2 separate regions of the Triticum aestivum genome follow, and region 2 is linked to region 1. A link is a contact called in public Hi-C data. All regions are on one chromosome and are shown on one strand. The core of a region is the stretch at or near the end of the contact, and the rest is flanking DNA. Distances in the headings are between cores, read along the strand shown. Region 1 has its middle 530 kb from the start of LOC123097602. Region 2 holds the start of LOC123097604.

Region 1 (3,614 bases), core at 767-3,266:
ATGAACTATTTTCAAATTTGTGAACTTTTTCTTATCAAAACTGATGAACTTGTTTTAAATTTGTGACCTTTTTCCAACATCTGGTGAACTTTTTTATCAAAACCGATTAACTTTTTTAGAATCCATGAACTCTTTTAGAAATTATGAACTTTTTTTATCAAAATCGCTAAACCTTTTTCAAATTTCTATGAACTTTTTTCAAATATGTGGATTTTTTTTAAAAAGATGAACTTTTTTCAATTTTTTTGTGAACATTTCTTTGGAATCCATGACCTTTTGTCAAATCGATGATCTGTTTTAAAATTCATGAATTCTTGTTCAATTTTTCGTTCCTTTTTTCCAAATAATTTGTACTGCGGTAGAAACTCGGGGCGAAATAAAACTGTTTTCGTATATAACACACCAATGTTATCCTTGTGCAGTGGTTGAAGCCCCAAGTGTGTCTGCAATGGCACATGGGCTCGAATCCCTCTTTCTACATATATTTTCTGGCAGTTTGTTTTTTTATCGGAAGCCACGCATTGAACGAGCTCTTCGGCTTGTTCTTGGGCCGGCCCGCATAACCAAGTGTGTGGGCGCTGGGTTCGTTTGCTAACGCATAAGGCGCCAACGAGGAGCTCTCATTAAAATGAGACCTCCTATAGGACGCATTCTGCGTCATGTAGGAACCTGACGTAGAGGGGGGCGCGCAAACTGGGCCGGCACATGGACGCTTGGAGGGAAAATGATGAACATGAATGAGAAAAAGGAAGTTGACGGGCTTTGATCATGCGACTGCAAACTCACGTGGCAACTTGTCTATCGAGTTCTACTGAACAAAGTATAACGCAGTGCGTGGCTTCCGAAAATAAATCGCGAAGAACATTTAACATCTGAAAATAAATCGCGAACAAATTTTCAAAAACAGAAGAAATTTTTGAACATGCGGATGTAGAGATTCCACTATGAACCACATACGGATGTATATAGATGCATTTTAGTATGTAGATTCACTTATTTTGCTTCGTATGTAGTCCATAGTGAAATCTCTACCGAGACTAAATTTAGGAACGGAGGGAGTTGAAGGTTCCGAAAACGAGAAAAATACAAACGAAACCTCGTAGAACGTTCCAAAACCTACCTGCACTGTAGCGTGTTCTTTATCGATAATTGGACCAGCCCATGGAGATCGTTGGTCGCTCACTTTGTGCGAAGTAATGATAATCTGCCACAGAATGCGACAGAGAGGATTTTCGTTTTAAAATTCCCAGCGCACACCCCCTACCAGCGATGGGCCATCTCTGAAAAACCTGAGATGGCCCGGCCCATGTTTCCTTATTTTTCCTGTTAAGCCTTTTCTCTGAAAAAAGGTGCGCAATAGGGGGGATTAAATCATGCGACCTGCTCGTAACCAACTAGGCTTACTCACCTATGTGGAATACTTATATCTTTTATCTCTTTTTGTTTCAGTTCATTTTCCAGTCCGCTGGATGTTTTTATATGGTTTTTTGTTTACTTTGTTTCCTAATTTTTCTTTTCTTTTTTGAATGTGTGAATCCTTTCTCAATTTTTACGGCTTTTTTCCGATCCGTGAACATTTTCAAAATTGATTATTTTAAAAAAAATTGATTGTTTTTAAAATCGATGAACTTTTTTTCAAATTGGATGAAGTTTTCTCTAAATTTCTGAACTTTTCCAAATTTGATTATTTTTTCAAAATCGATCAAATTTTTAAAATTCATGAACTATTTTAAAATTTAGAAATTTTTTTCAAAGTTTTGAACTCTTTTGAAATCTGAGAACATTTTTTCTAGTCTATTATTTTATTTTTAGAAAAAATCCATAACACTGTGTGATAGTAGGCAGCAGAAAAATCGAGGAAAAAAACTTGAGAAGAACGGCCTATGTACAAACGGGAGCTCCTGTTCGGCGCCGATTGTGCCAGGAAGTCTCCCTCGCACACACTGCCTACGATTTTGGGCCTTGGCCATTATTGCTCCTTGGCTAATTCACTTTCTCTGACACCCGTATGTATGGGCATTCCCTATTCGCCGCCTCTTGCGCCCGTTAACGTTTAAAATGCAAACCGGCGCGCGACCCCCACCAGCGGTGGGCTGGCCCATGTTGCCTTTTTTTCCTTGTTAAGCTTTTTCTTTGCAGGAATGGTGCGTCGTTATAGGAGATTCGAACAAACGACCTGCTCGTCCTATGTAAGATCCACTAACCAACTACGCCTCCTCACCTGCATGAAAATACTTACATCCTTTTATTTCTTTTGGTTTCAGCTCATTTCCCGGTTCGTTGGGTGTTTCTTATACTGTTTTTTCTTTACTTCTTTTCTTCCTTTTTTCTTTTGTTTTTCCAATGCGTGAAACTTTTTTCAATTTTCACAAATATTTTCCCAAAATTTGTGCACTTATTTTAAGAATCAATGATCTTTTTTTCAATTTGATGAACTTTATTTTAAGATTTGAACAACTTTAAAAAAATGATGATTTTCCCCAAAATCGATGTTTTTTTTCAAATTTATGATTTTTTTTTTGCAAATTCATTAACCTATTTCAAATCTTTGACATTTTTTCAATCCGTCTTTTTAATCCATAAAACTGTCTGACAACTGGCAGCATTAAAATCGAGAAAAAAACCCTAAGACGAACTGCCTACATTCATATGGGAGCTCCTCCTTGGCGCACACGGGCAATGGTTTAGGCCTCGGCCTGTTACTGCTCCTTCGTTAATTTGCTTTCTCGCTCGCCCCTATGTGTATGTAGGTCTTTTGTCTCAGGTTTTTTTATTGATTTTTCAGCTGGCTGATGTCAGTCAATTTTATGGGTTTTAAAAAAGGAAAACAGATTAAAAATATTCACATATTTGCAAAAAATAGCAAAATTGTCAAAGGAGTTCACGTATTTAGAAAAAAGTTCATTGGTATTGACTGGAATTTAATCAATTTGGAAAAAAGTTCAAAAAATTAAATGAAATCTTTGAATTTGAAAAAAAATAATAGATTTTGAAAAAAAAATATTCACAAAATTAGGAAAATATCATCAATTTTGAAATAAAAAGTTAATAGATTTTGGAAAAATATTCATAAAACTGAGAAAAGTTTCACGTATTTGAAAAATGAAATAGATAAAAAAATAAGTAAAGAAAAAAGGTATAAAACATCCGGCGTACCAGGAAATGTGTTGAAACAAAAAGAGATAAATAATGTAAGCATTTCATGCACGCGAGCAGACCTGGTTAGTGGATCCTACATAGGACGAGCACGCGTGGTTTCGAATCTCTTATGGCACACCTTTTTTCCAGAGAAAAGGCCTAACCAGGGAAAAAAGACAGCATGCATCGGCCCAGCACTGGTGGGGGGTGCGCGCCGGTTTGACATTTACACGTTAACAAGGGCAACAGGCATCGAATAGGAAATGTCCCTATCAGTCGCTCTCTGCAGCAGATTGTTGCCTGCACACACAGGTACTGAGAAAAATTAGACATGTGTAAAAATGAAAAAGCGTAAAAGAAAAAAAAAGACTAGTGTGCGCGCACGAGCGACTGTGCTACTGGGCCGGCCCAATTCGGCAAATACCAGCCGAGTCCTCTCAAGGTTTAAAATAGACCGGGATTATAGAGTTCGGTGT
Region 2 (4,131 bases), core at 106-2,605, 680 kb after region 1:
AACATGGACATAGAGGAGGATGTCGACGATATGTGATATACAACGTCACCTCTAACATCCAGTTACACCGAAAACTGGACAGCTACCTCTACCTTCGATGTCTACATGGTAGACACCCCCAAGGAAAAAGGGGAGGAGCCACTCAGATGCCGGTGCCGCCGCCGCCGTAGTAATAAAGGCGCATGCAATGGCGATGCTAGCCTTCAGGCTATTGATAACAGCGATGGGACCGATAATGGCGATACAGCAGACGGCGCCGATGACTAAGACACGGGCTATAACGCCAATAACGGTCCCATCAACGGCACTACACCCAACGTGGATGATGATGACCCTGACAATATCGACTATTACCTAGGGTCCGAGGAAGATTTAAGCCTCGGACTGGATGAGTTTGATATACCTGAGGAACCACTAGATGATCCTCAGTTACGGGCTTTTCATCGGCGGCTTGTCAGCACCGCCAAGAGCATGAAGCTAAAATCCCAAAAGCTTCAAGCCGAACAGGACATGATGACGGATAAATGAACCAAGGTCCTCAATGCAGAGCAAAAGCTCAAGCGCCGGTTCGAGGGAAATAAGCAGTTCTATCCGCGGAAGAGCCTCCTTCCGGAGTTCGATGAGGAGGTTGTCTGTACCCCTATGTCAGAACACGACTAGGTTCAAGACCGCCCCCTCGAGGCCGAGATAAACCGGCCGGAGGATATCCCAACCCCCCCCCCCCCCCCCCCCCCGATGTACCTCGCCATCATGGCAGGGGTAAGCTTCCACCTCGAAACTCCTATGACTTGTAGAGGAAATTGACGTCGGCCGCCCTATCATGATACATCTACAAATCTAGAGAGTGTCTACCTGCGGACAAGATCAGATGACCGGCTTGGACAAACAAGTATGGTAGCACACAACATAATACATATGTTCGAACAAGGATAATGCCTGACGACCGGCACGTCACAGCGCGGGTCCGAGGAGCAGCCCGCGTGATGTGCTTCATAGACGAGGTGATGCAGCACCAATTTCTGGAAGGGTTTAAACCCATAAACATCAAATAGTATGATGTAATTATGACCCACAAGTATAGGGGATCAATCTTAGTACTTTTGATAAGTAAGAGTGTCGAACCCAACGAGGAGCAGAAGGAAATGACAAGCGGTTTTCACCAAGGTATTTTCTGCAAGCACTGAAATTGTCGGTAACAGATACTTTGATAGCAAGGTAATTTATAACGAGAAAATAATAGTAATGGTAATAAAGATGTAGCAAGGTAGCCCAATCCTTTTTGTAGCAAAGGCAGGCCAGAACTTTCTCTTATACTCCCTCTGTCTGGAAAAAGTTGTCTCCGTGACATTTTTGCAGAAAAACCCTCCCCAAACTCCCGACACAACCCGCAGTCCTCGTCGTCTCCAATCGATACAACCCGCCGCTCCGACACAGGCGCATGGACGCCGGAGCTCCCCTCTCCAGCTCCGCTGCGCTGCACCCCTGCTCTCCCGCACGTCCTCCTCCGCCGCCACAGCTTACTCCTCAGCCGCTCCCTCCTGCCTCGCGTAGCTCCCCTGACCCCCTTGCCTGCCTCCCGAATCTCCCCTCTTTCACTCCAAAAATCATTTCTTCTCCTCCCGCCGTGTCTCCTGCTCGCGTGCGGCGACGGCACGTCCCCCTCGTCGACCCCGCCTCCGGTCGCCGCCTCGGCCGTGCGCCCATCTCCTCTCGTTCCATCTGCGGCGAGCCGGATTTGGGCCTCAACGAGAAGGTCAGCTTCCTTTCTCTGCACGAGCACGCGGAGGCCGCGGCCCTCACGGACGCCGTCGAGCAGGCCGCAGGTCCACAGATGACGGACGCAGTAGTACGTCCTCGGGCCTCCTACTCGTGCGAGGCAGGAATGCATGGCGACGGCGTGGACGCCCCCTCCGTGGTCACCACGCCGGGGGGAGGTGGTGGCAACACAGCAGCTCGAGCTCGCCTTCCTCAACCCCAGCACCCTGACCCTGAGGTTGTTCCCCTGCCCCCGAGCCTATTTTGCTGTTGTACTGTGTTGCGCTGCCATGTGCCTGAATGTGCTGATAATTCTTTCTCAAATTAGCCTGAATGTGCTGCGCTGACCTTTGATGATAGTGTATTTTCTGAATGCAAATTGATGGTTTTTGATTGATGCTTATTGCTAGAGTAATTTGTTGTTCCTCATTTTGAATGAGTGGTTATACTGCTGTCAAAAGTACTCCATACACACACTGTCAAAACTGACAAGATGGTGGTGGAGGTGGGAATAAATGTTCCACAACATCTGCTGGAGTAGAAAATAAATGTGTGTAGTTTGCTCCACAGCAACTATACACACTGTCAAAACTGACAAGATGTTATACTGTTGTCAAAACTGAAACTGAAAACTGCTGTCATTTTAACTGAATTTCGGTGAAGACATAATTGCAGTGGCTAGTCCTGGATATTGGTGAGAATCAGTCTTGTGGTTGAAATTCTTCCACAAGTTCTGAATATTGTTACATTTGGTCAATCACTACAGTCACTACTGATGTGTAAATTTTGAACTAACTCAAGAAAAGTGAGGTAGAAAATTCATTGTCAGATGTATGAAAATTCAGTTTCGAAGCTTCAGTTTTGCATCACTGAAATTTTGTTTGAAGCTTCAGTGTAAATGTTCTATTTCCAGAGTACAAGATCACTGAATACAGTTTCTTGGGGGCCCTATTTTTCAGTGTAAATGTTCTATTTTCAGTGTAAATGTTCTATTTTCAGTGTAAATGTTCTCTGTAATGGAGTGAGAATTAGTTGATTTTTAGGGAGAGGACTTAAAAAAATTAGGCAACATTGATTTATGAGGGAGTAGAATTGTTGAGAAAAATGACATTTTGTTCATTGGCTGCTCTGTTGGAGTATTGCTTGTCAAATCAGTGTGTAGAAATTTTAGGGCTATGTCTAGAAAATCATGCTAGTCCAACAATATTCATCAAAGCCACACATACACACACATAAATGCAATTCCACACACATACAACAAGCAAGCATTTCATCTGCATTTCCACACCGACTTCGGCAGCAGAACTGTAAATAATCTGATTTCAGTGCACTCATGGAAGCAAGGATTTTCCAGTCAATTAACAGTGACAACTGAAGTTGCAGAACAAATAATTCAGACTTCTTTTGATCAAGTTACAGAACAAATAACTCTGTTCTCATTATGTAACTGAAACTTGAGTTTAAGTCATTTTTATAATCAAGTCACCATGTTGCCAGCAATGCATGCAAAGCGGCAAGAGTTGGCTGCTCAGTTTTTCCCTAGGCTCAATGCTTTCAGATTCTTCTTACCAATTCCTAGCTTCTTCTTATTCTTACTCCTTGCAAATCCAAATAATTCAAATTAATCAAAATTAATCCAATTTTTAGCTTCTTCTTATTCTTCTCCCATTGACTATATATTCACTGAATGTACAACACTGAAAATTACTCTGAATGTACTCCAATTGACTGTATATTCACTGAATGTACAACACCAAAAATTACTCCAAAAATTACAATGACTGTATATTGACTGCATATATTCACTGTACACTGAATTCAGTCAAGAAAACCTGTCAATTTCTATTCACTGCATATATTGACTACATATATTCACTGTACAGGCTGTCAAGTTCTATTTCAGCTCAAGTTCCATTGCTTTTGTTTTGAAACTGCTTGGTAAATTAACTAGGAGTACATGAATATGCAGGAACAACTTGGTAAAGCAGGAGAAGATGCTCATTGAACAAATTCAAATAAAATCAAATTAATTCAAATAAAATCAGGATTGATCATAGTGTATTCTTTGTACTTTATGCTCTCTTTTTTGTCAAGCATGCATGTTCTGCTCTTCTACTGCTTTTTTGTCAAGCAAGCATGCATGCAGTATAGAGAAGTGTTGATGCAGGCATCAAACATTATAATGACTGAATTTGATCTACTCCAATAATTTTCTCAAGTTACATGATCAGTTGTGCTTGACTGAAAATTTTGACAGGAAAATTTTGACTTAAAATTATGACTGGAGTAACAAAGCATAACAGTAGAAATTACAGGTGTAGATTGCTCTGTTCAACAAACTTCCTATCAGTCCAACAATGTTTCTGAATCTAAACT

The links. Hi-C and Micro-C count contacts between places; a contact is called where the count stands out from the background.
Region 2: a Hi-C map of leaf shows a contact between it and region 1, with 10 times the contacts expected there. The contact joins the promoter of LOC123097604 here to the enhancer-like site in region 1. A contact is called at or near these places in 4 of 5 Hi-C or Micro-C datasets (leaf and an unstated tissue).

The regions. Positions count from the first base shown.
Region 1 is chr4D:308,050,540-308,054,153 of IWGSC CS RefSeq v2.1, forward strand. No RefSeq gene overlaps it. Among protein-coding and RNA genes, the nearest start is that of LOC123097602, 530 kb to the left of the region's middle. Within about 2 kb of position 2,017, at least 1 of the 8 cell types and tissues checked has an H3K27ac peak or open chromatin away from gene starts, as enhancers often do.
Region 2 is chr4D:308,730,067-308,734,197 of IWGSC CS RefSeq v2.1, forward strand. LOC123097604 reads left to right here and starts at 1,356. Exons shown (of 3, transcript XM_044519386.1): 1 at 1,356-1,993. The coding sequence starts at 1,439.